Regions from separate parts of the Sus scrofa genome. Here regions 1, 3 and 4 are each linked to region 2. The links are chromatin contacts, called in public HiChIP or PLAC-seq maps. All regions are on one chromosome and are shown on one strand. Each heading gives the region's core, a stretch centred on a gene start, on an enhancer-like site or on the middle of the called end of the contact. The rest is flanking DNA. Distances are from core to core; before and after follow the strand shown. Region 1 overlaps ARHGAP26 (rho GTPase-activating protein 26). Region 2 overlaps ARHGAP26 (rho GTPase-activating protein 26). Region 3 overlaps ARHGAP26 (rho GTPase-activating protein 26). Region 4 overlaps ARHGAP26 (rho GTPase-activating protein 26).

What was found. HiChIP or PLAC-seq counts read pairs in DNA pulled down with a chosen protein or histone mark.
Region 1: an H3K27ac HiChIP or PLAC-seq map of skeletal muscle shows a contact between it and region 2. The contact joins two enhancer-like sites. A contact is called at or near these places in 7 of 47 Hi-C or Micro-C datasets (embryonic fibroblasts, fetal heart ventricle, fetal skeletal muscle and 3 more) and 1 of 2 datasets of contacts at active chromatin or transcription factors (skeletal muscle).
Region 3: a contact with region 2 is called in an H3K27ac HiChIP or PLAC-seq map of skeletal muscle. The contact joins two enhancer-like sites. A contact is called at or near these places in 1 of 5 promoter capture datasets (liver), 3 of 47 Hi-C or Micro-C datasets (liver and skeletal muscle) and 1 of 2 datasets of contacts at active chromatin or transcription factors (skeletal muscle).
Region 4: an H3K27ac HiChIP or PLAC-seq map of skeletal muscle shows a contact between it and region 2. The contact joins two enhancer-like sites. A contact is called at or near these places in 2 of 47 Hi-C or Micro-C datasets (embryonic fibroblasts and skeletal muscle) and 1 of 2 datasets of contacts at active chromatin or transcription factors (skeletal muscle).

The regions. Positions count from the first base shown.
Region 1 is chr2:144,572,850-144,575,549 of Sscrofa11.1, reverse strand. All of the region lies in intron 12 of ARHGAP26 (rho GTPase-activating protein 26), which reads right to left. Among named protein-coding and RNA genes, the nearest start is that of ARHGAP26, 270 kb to the right of the region's middle. Within about 2 kb of position 1,294, at least 8 of the 83 cell types and tissues checked have an H3K27ac peak or open chromatin away from gene starts, as enhancers often do. A contact at or near this core is called in skeletal muscle, where this site is marked.
Region 2 is chr2:144,765,394-144,768,093 of Sscrofa11.1, reverse strand. The region is part of intron 22 of ARHGAP26 (rho GTPase-activating protein 26); the gene reads right to left. Among named protein-coding and RNA genes, the nearest start is that of NR3C1, 160 kb to the left of the region's middle. Within about 2 kb of position 1,268, at least 32 of the 83 cell types and tissues checked have an H3K27ac peak or open chromatin away from gene starts, as enhancers often do. A contact at or near this core is called in liver and skeletal muscle, where this site is marked.
Region 3 is chr2:144,636,479-144,639,206 of Sscrofa11.1, reverse strand. All of the region lies in intron 17 of ARHGAP26 (rho GTPase-activating protein 26), which reads right to left. Among named protein-coding and RNA genes, the nearest start is that of NR3C1, 290 kb to the left of the region's middle. Within about 2 kb of position 1,421, at least 14 of the 83 cell types and tissues checked have an H3K27ac peak or open chromatin away from gene starts, as enhancers often do. A contact at or near this core is called in liver and skeletal muscle, where this site is marked.
Region 4 is chr2:144,614,075-144,616,774 of Sscrofa11.1, reverse strand. The region is part of intron 17 of ARHGAP26 (rho GTPase-activating protein 26); the gene reads right to left. Among named protein-coding and RNA genes, the nearest start is that of ARHGAP26, 310 kb to the right of the region's middle. Within about 2 kb of position 1,419, at least 9 of the 83 cell types and tissues checked have an H3K27ac peak or open chromatin away from gene starts, as enhancers often do. A contact at or near this core is called in skeletal muscle, where this site is marked.

The DNA of each region.
Region 1 (2,700 bases), core at 45-2,544, 190 kb after region 2:
CCACACGCGCAGCATGCAGAAGTTCCCAAGCCAGCAATCCAACCTGGGCCACAGACGTGACCAGAGCCATAGCAGTGACAACGCCAGATCCTTCATCTGCTGAGCTACAAGGGGACTCTTCATGTAAATTTTTACAAGCAGAATGCCAACAAGGATATTCAGTATAAGGCCAGTTAAGTCAAACTGACAAAATACACATGAGACATCACGAGAAAAAGGCAAAGGAAGAAATATCTCCGGGATGATATTACAGTTTAGTTTTATTGGATTTTTGAAATCCACTGCTGTATTCTCTTAATATTCCACAGTGAGTTCATTTTTTTTTTTTTTTTTTAAGGGCCACACTGGTGGCAGATGGAGGTTCCCAGGCTAGGGGTCGAACTGGAGCTGTAGCTTCCAGCCTACACCACAGCCACAGCAACGCCAGGCCCGAGCCAGGTCTGTGACAGACACCACAGCTCACGGCAATGCCAGATCCTTAACCCACTGAGTGTGGCCAGGGATCAAACCCACATCCGCAAGGACACTAGTCGGATTCGCTTCCACTGTGCCACGACGGCAACTCCCAAATTATTTTTATAATAAGCAAAAACACAAGCTGTTCAACCTCTTAGGAATGAGGTTCATTTCACGTCTACACCCTGCAGATAACCAGATCCTAGTTCCAACTTTGCAAGTCTTTCTCCGGTCACTGCTCTTCTTCCTGCCTCCGGTGTGAATGACGAGCGGGCACCTGTGGTGGGTTCTTGAGCATTCTATGGATGCAAAGGATTCTTGGGTTAAAGACAAACTGGGAGGGACGAAGGGACGTTGACTGGGAAGCAAAGAGGCGGGCACCTGAGGAAGTCCAGCTGGAAACCCATCCAGCTCGGCTGTGGGCACCTGTCTGCAGCCTAGTGCATCCACAGACAGTGTAGAGATTACACACCCACACGCACGGGATGGGCCATCTGTCTATCACCTCCCAGGGGTCTCAATTTACTCCAGAAAGCAGAGGCACATGTTGCGCTGGTGGGTGTCCTCGGCCCTCAGTGCTCGTGTCACCCAGGGCCACGGGTCCTTAAGAATTCCAAGAGGTATTAACTGAATGAAGCCTGGCCTCCGGCAATTAAGTCTAGTGAAAGGCTGAGGTCAGAACACACAGCAACACGTCCAACAAGAATGGGAAGCAGAAAAAAGGGTGATGTCCCTTTGAAGAGCCAGCTGGGGCGGGAAGTCCCAAGAAGGCCACTTTAGGGCACCTCGAGCTTGGTCCTCAGAAATGACCCGACTGACCAATGACTGGAGCGAACACTCCCATTACGGAAAGCACGAGAAGCCAAGATTAGATCGCCTCTCTCTGCCCAGTCTGCCACCTCCACACAGCTGGCAGAGCAGCGGGAGAGCAGCCTTTCTGTAAACAAGCTAATCTTTTTAGAGCTAAGTAGGCAGAGACGTTTATCATTTAAAACTTCAAACCTGGTAAAGCGAAAGTCACAAAGAAAGCCTGCCTTTCCCCTGCTCTCTAGCGCTGGACTGTGTATCCTCTCTAACAAGGTCCCGAGTTTCCAGCTGCCCTCAGGTGGGACTACAGCACAAGAGCGGCCTGGGCTGAGGACAGGCCCCTCCTGGCTCCCCCTCCTGCTTCTGACTCATTTCAAAATGAGAATGCGCCCATTCGCATAACGCCTTTGGGGAGCAAATCTCACACCTGCAGCCAAACATAAAGCCGGGAACAGGACGCACAGACTCGAGATCTGCATTAAGGTGGCAAAGGGTAAGATGGGAAGAGGAGGGGTTCCTGCCCAGGCAGAGTCTCATTCTTTTTATTATTTCTTAATTTTAATTTAATTTAATTTTTTGTCTTTTTTGCCTTTTCTTGAGCTGCTCCCGTGGCATATGGAGGTTCCCAGGCTAGGGGTCGAATCAGAGCTGTAGCCACCAGCCTACGCCAGAGCCACAGCAACGCAGGATCCGAGCTGCATCTGCACCCTACACCACAGCTCACAGCAACGCCAGATCCTTAACCCACTGAGCGAGGCCAGGGATCGAACCCGCAACCTCATGGTTCCGAGTCGGATTCGTTAACCATTGCGCCACAACAGAACTCCTTGTTCTTTTTAACAAGAGAGGGAAAACCAATGACCATCGTTTTGCCGTCTCCGTGACTGACACAGGAGAGATCGCCTGCTCAGTAGAAAAGCTTCGGGAGCAACAAAGCAGACTTCCTTCCTCTCCGCTACCCAAACTCCCATCTCGGCCTTCGCTCCACTGCTGGGTAAGAATCTGACCAACCAGAGAAAACTCAGCATCACTGTATGTTGCTGACAATCCAGGAACAAATCTAGGGAAGGTTCCTGAGGGCAGAATCCACGGTCAAGAGGCCATTGCAGGACTGGCAAAAACAGCAGACTGGTTTTTGAATTGCGTACTTAGGGATTAACGCAACCAAGAACACAGAAGAGCCTCTCGGCAGAAAACCAAAACTCTAATAAAGGTGTGATGAGACGGAAGGGCATTCCAAGCCCTTGGAGGAGGTGAGTGAGGAGTCCACAGGTGTCCATGTTCCACAGGTGAGTCTGTACAGTTCGGTGCAATCCTACGTGAAAAATTGAAGTTTTTGAGACACGTCTCAAACTTACTTTATAGAGATGGGTAAAGGTCCATAAGCAGCTACGTCAACCCTTAAGGGGAATCAACAGAGGAAACCAATGACCAGAT
Region 2 (2,700 bases), core at 19-2,518:
ACCATACGCCCCTGCACACATGTGGCTCATGCTCCTCTGGCACCTTCATGCGCTGTGGACCAGGAGCAAGTGTGGGACTAAGACCTCTGATGGCCCGCTGCTCCAAGCGGAAGCAGCCCTGGCTGCAAGAGACACAGACCCCTGTGTAGCTGAAGATGTGGGCTCACTGAACAAACACACGGTGCCAGGTCCCTGCCCACAGGACAGAACAAGCGGATGAGAGTCTGCTCTTGGGGAGGAACCATCTAGACAGAGAGTAAGCCTGAGCGGGGCGCAAGAGACTGGCAGGGGGCGGGGCGGAGGGGGGGCGGGGAGCTCGGAAACCTGAAACCTAAATAATCCAAAGGAGCCGGCCAGGCAGGGGATTACACGAGGGTAAAGGCCCGAGATGGGGAGAAGCTTGTGGTTTCCGAAGAGCGGTCTGCAAGTTTTTCTGAAAAAGCCTCATCATCGCTGTGTCACTGCTCAACTCTGCTACTGTTGTGCCACAGAGAACATGTGAGCAGAGAGACACGGGTGGCTGGGTTCCAGGGAGGCTTTGTTTACAAAAACAGGCTGCGGGCTGGATTCCACTGGCAGGTCAGGGTTTGCTGACTCTGAGAACATAAAGAAGCTCCCGGAGGCTGCCGTGACTCGAGCTAGGGTGAGAGGGGCCAGAGGGCAGGCGCAGGACCAAGAGCTCCGCGCCCATGATGCTAAGAGCAACAGGAGGCTACTCGAGCACCAGAAGCAGGAGAATAACACGCGACTTCCATTTTTCGAAGATCAGCCTGGCTGCTGTGCAGAGCGTGGGTTACGGGAGGCAGGAATGCAAGTGACGAGACCAGTCCGGCAGCTGGCGGCCACGCCCTGGGGGGAGGTTGAAAGGCTCCACCGAGGAACTCCCCCATCGCCCCACGGCCTGAGAGGTCCTTTATTAGCAAAGGACACCGGGGGCAGCCCAGCCTGTACCCTGGGAATGAAGGATCCCGCCCATGTCAGATCCTGATTAAAAGTATCCCCAGAAGCCGACTGCAGTGAATGCATGTGAATTTTCCAGGTACCACTAATCACACTGCTTCTCGATGACTAATGCTCCTGAGAACACGAGTTCTTGCTCTTTCCAGTTACTGTCTGAGGTGCTCTTGGAGAAATGGATAGTTTCCTAGTAGACGGTCAAGGGCTGACAGCGGAGTTATTTCTGAGTATTGCACAGCCATTCCCCATGGCACAGAGTCCAAACGCCGACGGAGCAGCCTCTCCAGATGCGCAGCGGTCCCCGGAATCCAGAGGCTTGGAGATGAATCATCATGAACCACAGACTTTCCCCTCCAGGTGCCCCTCCCTCTTCCTCCTCCTCTTCTTCTTGATCCTGATAAAGATCTCTCTCTCTCTAACACACACACACACACACACACACACACACACCCTCTCTCTCTCACTAGCTCACTCTTCTGTTACTAGGAAACTCTCTTCTGATTGGTCTGATGATGTAACCTGACAGCAACAGAGCATCCAACTCAAACTGCTCTTACTTGGTATCTCCAGCAATAAGTTACCAAGAGAGAGAACAACAACAAAAAAAGATCTCCTGAACAAGGAAATAGTTATTTTCTCCTCTAATGCCCCCTTTCTACGGAAGAGGTGAAGGCCGGGGGAAAGGAGGCTATTAGTAGCATTTTCCAAATATCGGACATCCTAAAACATTACCAACCAACCAGTCTGAACCCCGGCTGACACTCTGTCAGACCCCTTCTTCGACAGCAGCTCAGTCCACACTGAGCGGTGTTGTTCTTGGGGCTGGATTTGGCCTTTGGCTCTTCAGGGAATTGGAAAGGTCACTGGCATTGCTAGTGAAAAAGAAAACTAGTGTCAACGAACCCTGCCCTGACCCCTAGAGACCACAGGAAGGCAGGGGGAGGCCTGAGACTCGCTTGAGCTCTCGCTGTTCTTATAGGCTTTGTGGCAGTTACTGAACTGGGAGGCAGGGGAGTCACAGAACCTGCTGGGAAGGAAAGGACTTGGCAGTGAAAAATCAAGTATCTTCTGTCTTTTTTTTTTTTTGGTTAGTTAAACCAGTTCAAAAAGGAGATGTAAAAACAGAAGAAGGTGGGCATGTCAAAGGTACAACCGCTGTGGAAATCAGTCCCGCGGTTCCTCAAACAGTGAAACAGAGTTACCACGTGACCTAGCAAGCCCATCCCGAGGTGTGCTACCAAGGGAGTGGAAAACAGCCACCCCCCCAAAAAAAAAACTTGTATGTGGATGTTTACAGAGACATTACTAATAACAGCCACAAGTGGAAATAATGGAAAGGTCCCTCAATGGCATAACCAAATGTGGTACATCCATACAATGGAATATTACGCATCAAGAAAAAAGGAGTGAGGTGCTGATGCCTCCAACATGGGTGATGTTGCAAATACTATACAAAGTGAAAGAAGTCAGTCACAAAACCACGGTGTGTATAATTCCATTTCCGTGAAACTGCTGCAGGGAACAGGGGTGGTGAAGCTATTGCGGAACTGGTGCTGATGGGTGCACTAAGACCTAGTAAACTGTATATTTGAAATGGGTAAGCTGTATGGTATGAAATAAATAAAGCTGCTTAAAACAATGGAAGAAGGCTGCACGCAGGTAGAGGAGGTCCAAACAAGACACACAGCCATACACAGAGCTTTTGAGAGCTTAGGCCACCCCTGCCCCTGGGATCAGGGGTCG
Region 3 (2,728 bases), core at 172-2,671, 130 kb after region 2:
ATATGCTCATTCCTGATCCCTGCCCCGGGCACCCCACCAGGGTAACCAAACCAGACCTCACCTGTCCTTCCCACAGAAGCCAAAAACCCAGGAGTCATCCCTGATGCCTTGCACGTGACGCGTCTAGCCCGTACATTAATCCTGCTTTCCTTTCTTCAGGGAAGATGCCAAAGTGGACCACTTCTCACCACTGCCACCACCTCCATCCCAGCCCCGGCCTCCTGTGGGTCCCATCTGGACCACCGTAGTAGCCTCCCAGTGGGTCTCTCACCCCAGTTTAGCTCATTCTCTAGAGATCAACAGAGCAATACCGGGGAAAAGAACAACAAAAACAGATGTCACTCACTCCCTAGAACCTTCCAATTAGAATGGAATTCAAACTTCTCCTCATGGCTCTGGCCCCTGCTTAGCTGTCCAAATTCAGCTTGGGACACAATGACCTTTTCTGTGAATGAGCCATGGAAGTTTCTAGGCCAAGCAGGTCCGTTCCTCAGGGCATTTGCACTTACCCTTTCTTTTGCGTGGAAGACTCTCCCTCTAATTCTTCACATGGCTTTGCTCTCCCACTCCACTCAGGTGGCGACTTCAGTGTCACCTCCTCTGGCCACCTGAGCTAAGAGTTCCTTGCCCACTGCCATCCTTCTTACTGCCTGCCCCTCCCTGAGAGCACTTCACACTTCCTACAATTATCTTCATGAATAGATTCAGTCTGTATTTTTACATCATATTTAAAAAATCCACTGCTGTGTTCACAGGACATAGTCCAGGGTAGGTGCAGTTGACCGGTACGCCCTTACTGGAATGGCCATCTGACCTCACACCAGAGTGGGTCAAAGTGCCCCAGTATCCAGAGCTAGGCCACACTCCTGGGCTTCACCTTAGATCTTCCCCATCCAGACATCCTGAAGCCAGGTGACCGCTGACTTGGTCATTCAGGAGGGGAGAAGACAGCGTGAGGCAAGACAAGCCCAGGTTTGGGCATCAGAAGAACTCTGTATCTCACCCCCCACCTCCAGACTCTGCTCAGGCCCTGCAGAGCCTGCGTCCAACAGGCTGATTTTCCCCAGACACCTGCACCCCTGCGTCAATTCCCACAAACTGCTTTGCTAAGACACAAGTCCCAAAGCAAAACAGGCGCCCGGTGTACCCTAGTTGCAGCCCAAGGAGCCACTAACAGGACGCAAGGACTTGCTCCAAGGCCTGAACAAGGCACGTACCTTGAAAAACACATTCATTTAATCAGCCTGACAGTGAGACGGCGGTATGGGGCCCACCCCAGGCTGGCTGGACTCTGTCTGACAGACCCTGCAGGTGTTTTCAGTTAAATGTGAAAATCAAATTATAGCTGTACAGCTCAGTTAACTCTGAAAGGGCGAACGGAGCTTCCTGGGTGATCTCCCTGCCTGCCTTGCTCTCGGGCTCAGCGCAAAGACCAAAGAGCAAAGGCTAAGTGAAGGGCAGCGAGCCAAGGGGCTTACAGGCTGGCAGGGCTGAAGCGGGGCGGGGCCGGGGGTGGGGACGGCAGGAGGAGGCCTCTGCTCCGGCAGTGGCAGTCTCAAAAAGGGAATGTCACAGCAAGTCAGGACAAGTTGGCTTTTAAATCTCTCAGGCTCACCCCACCCCACCTAACTTTTTTGTTGTCTGACTCTATAGATCCTGCCCCCGGCCCCTTTACTCCTGCCAGGCGGACCTGGCACTCAGATGCGGCTAAGCCTCTTACAAATCCCGACAGAGCACAAGCTGACGGAGGGATAGGTCTTCCGCAGGACGGGTTACGAGAAACCAAAGGAAAAGTTAAACCCGTGCTAAGAGGATTTGATAATCCCAGGACCTTTTCCATGGCTAGCGCTGGTCCTGACCATTTCAGCTGGAAAGTGCCTCTGGGGCCCAAATGTGCAGAGCGTGGTGAGCAGATAATATGCATGACTAGGGCTTTGGTCCCTTGAAATAAAAATGCCATGTAAATTTTGTGTATTCTGTTACCACTGATTCGCTTAAAAGGCTCCACCACAACCACCTGTTTGACCAGCCAGCCACAGGCAAAGTATGTACAGAGCCCAAGAACTTCGAGGCTGCACAAGTCTCCAATGAGGCTTTTCCAGTTCTGAGCGAATCAGGCCCACCTGCTCCTGCTTCGCCACAGCGGTACCCAAAGCCAGCTTGCAATTACTGATGCAAAGGGGCACGATTTTCATTTACCCGTGCAAAGCTGCAACAGACACATTTCTGGAACGTTCTCCCGAAGCCAAAATTCTGTATCTGAAACCCCCTTTTCCTCTCGACTGCTGTCAAATTCCAGATGTAGTCTCAGATGACAAACTAAAGACAGACTGAACCAATCTCCATTCTCTAGCCCTGTCAACCGCCGCCCAGGGCGGAAGGAAACGAGAGGAAGGACCCAGGTCTGGAGGCTGATAAGATGCCCAGAAGGGGATTTAAACCCTGCCAGGGCCAGCACGAGGGTGGGGCGAGAGAGACACCTTGGGCACGTCATTTCCAGAGGGAGGGACCTGCAACCAGCCTAAGAGGGGGCACCTCCTTAGAACTTCCGTAGGTGCGAGTTTAGGTTAAGATGAAAAGTTTACTTTAATGCATTTTAATTTTTTCCTTTAACTGTTATTATTTGAAAAATAAAAAAGGAAACATGAAAATCGTCACCATCCACACGTTTGCCCCATTTTGGAGAAATATCATCTCCCGGTAACACCACCGGGAACATCTAGTCACT
Region 4 (2,700 bases), core at 170-2,669, 150 kb after region 2:
TGCGAAGTCAAACTGTAAAGACGTAGGGAATCAAAACTAGGTGTTTTGTTTTGTTTTTAGTAATTCAACTGTGAAAACAAACATCTCCTTTTTGGACTCACTGCTTTTTCTTCTTCCCTATTCCTAATATCCTCCAAAATCCCAACCCATTCCCCTTAATATACCATTTCCTCCTCCTAGAAAATCCCTAAATATGGCCTATTCTCTAGGCCAGTGCTGCTCAAAAGACTGCTTGTTAGAGTTCTGCTTGTGTGCGGCGGCAACAAACCCAACTATTATCCATAAAGATGCGGGTTCAATCCCCAGCCTCGCTCAGTGGGTTAGGGATCCGGTGTTGCCGTGAGCTGTGGTGTAGGTTGCAGATGTGACTTGGAGCCAACATTGCTGTGGCTGTGCTGTAGGCCGGCAGCTGTCGCTCTGATTCGACCCCTAGCCTAGGAACTTCCATAGGCCGGCAGCTGTCGCTCTGATTCGACCCCTAGCCTAGGAACTTCCTAAAGACATTAAAAAAAAAAAAAAAAAGACTGTAGCCTATTTATCTGGGAAGCAAATTAGAACTGCAAATGCCCAGGCCGAGGCCACGTGTGTAGACTAAGAGTGGGCACAGCACTGTCACTGTCAACAAGCACCCCTGTGGATGGGACCATGCTTGGAGGCACATGTGACTCCAGACTGTGTACTAGATTCCAGGATCGAAACAGAAAACATCTAATTATCATAGTAGATTTAAGCTGGAACCACAAAAATCTGTGCAGAGTTGCCTATAATTTTTCTGTTCTCTCTGAGGTCTGAAACAAACCCAAGAGCGCTGCGATTTGAATGCGCCCTGGTAATCATTTGTGGGGAGGTTTGGAGTTTCTAAGTCTTTCCCCCTAAGCCTTTTTTTCCCCCCTCTGCATGCATTTCTACTTGGGGATGAAATATAAAATGTCTCCCCCTCCACAGCTAAAGGAAATTAATTCTGGAAAGTGTTTCAAAATAGTGCTTTAAAAAAATACACAAAATACCTTCCTTTTGAACAAGAGGCTTGAGACACACTGGGCACACACGGTGGGAAATGAGAGAAGTAAAGCACCAGGTTTTCCAGCAGAACCAGCCCTGAAACCAAAACTGAGGAAGGAAGCTGACCGTTAAGTAAGTGGACCAGGGGAACAATGGCTCAGGCGTCTCGTCGGCTAAGTCTGATCCCGGGAAAACAGCAATGAAACAGACAAACCCCTTGTCCCAAGCCACCTTTCCCTCCCTGCTTGATGTTAAAATAGGACAGTGCTGTACATGAGAAGAGAGAATTAGAGACAGGAATCTTAGAACGCCTCTGGATGCCAAGAAAGTCTTTCAAAACCCAAATAAACACTCCTCCCTGGATGCAGCAGCACTCATTTATACTCGTCGCCTCCAAGACATTTTAAATCTAGAGGCTCCAGGGACCAAGAACACAGCAGGCTGAGAACAGGAGACTGTGGGTTCTGACCTGAGCGCTGACCGACTCACGTGACAGCCACGAGAGCCTGTCTGCACGTGGCCTTCTTCATGACGACATGACCGAAGGAATGCCACGCAACCTCAGAGCACCAAAGAAAACCAGTGGTCAGTATCAAAGGTAAAGACACAATGCTCCAGCAAAGCTGAAAATAAGTTACTCCAGCAACAAAATTGGTTTAAATGTGCTAGAAGGCAGAGAGTCAAGGTCACACCGTGAACTTGCATATTCCAGTTGTCCTTCTCCTTGGGCGAGGGACGAGGACAAGACTGTTGGGAGACAAGAGGGGAGAACCAGAGGGAAAGAGTGAACCATCCACCAGGAGACGAGAAGGCTCCAGGGTCCAGCATCCACCCTTAGGGTTCCGGATTGTCTATTTCTATTTCTTTAAAGATTCCTAACAGTCCTCAGGGCATTTTATTTTATTTTACTTTGTCCCTTTCTTTCCAGGCTGCACCTGAGAAGTTCCTGGGCAGGGGCTGAGTCAGAGCTGCAGCTGAGGCCTAAGCCAGAGCAACGCCGGAACCGAACCCCATCTGCCGCCTACGCCACAGCTTGTGGCAACACGGGATCCTTAGCCCACTGAGAAAGGGCAGGGATCGAACCCGCATTCTCAGGGACACTAGCTGGGTTCTCAATCCGCTGAGCCACAATGGGATGTTCCATCAAGGCATTTTAAAAATGGGAAGAGTCAGTTCTGGCTCTGCTGGGTCACCACCGACTCTGGGTCTCTCTCAGCCCAATTAAGTTCTCATAGCAACTGCATGTCCTGAACAACCCAACTGCTTTCAGCTGGTTGCTGTCCCTTCTCTAGCTGCTCCCAGCAGGGTTGGAGGCCACCTTAAGACCCAGGGGCCATAAAGCCATCCCGGGTATCCCCATGTATGCTTGGCTGGAACGGGTCCCTGGAACTTCCACTACTTTGGTGCAGGCCCTTCAAGTGTGCAGCTAAGACATAAACCAGCTTTTCTGTTTAACAAACGCCTGGCGGGGCCGGGTAGGAGAAGCACCACGCTGTCATGTGAGAGCATCTGGAGCAACTTTTTGGATCCCAGTTCCCATTATTTTAAACACACTTCATCAGGATTCTTTGACATTTTGGGGGCAGAGTCTCCCTACAAGTTGCATGTTCTTGGCTATGCTTAATTGTTTCTGAACATGCAGTTCTGATTAGGTGTGGCAAGAAAAAAAAATGTGACCATAATGGAGCAACCCTCGAC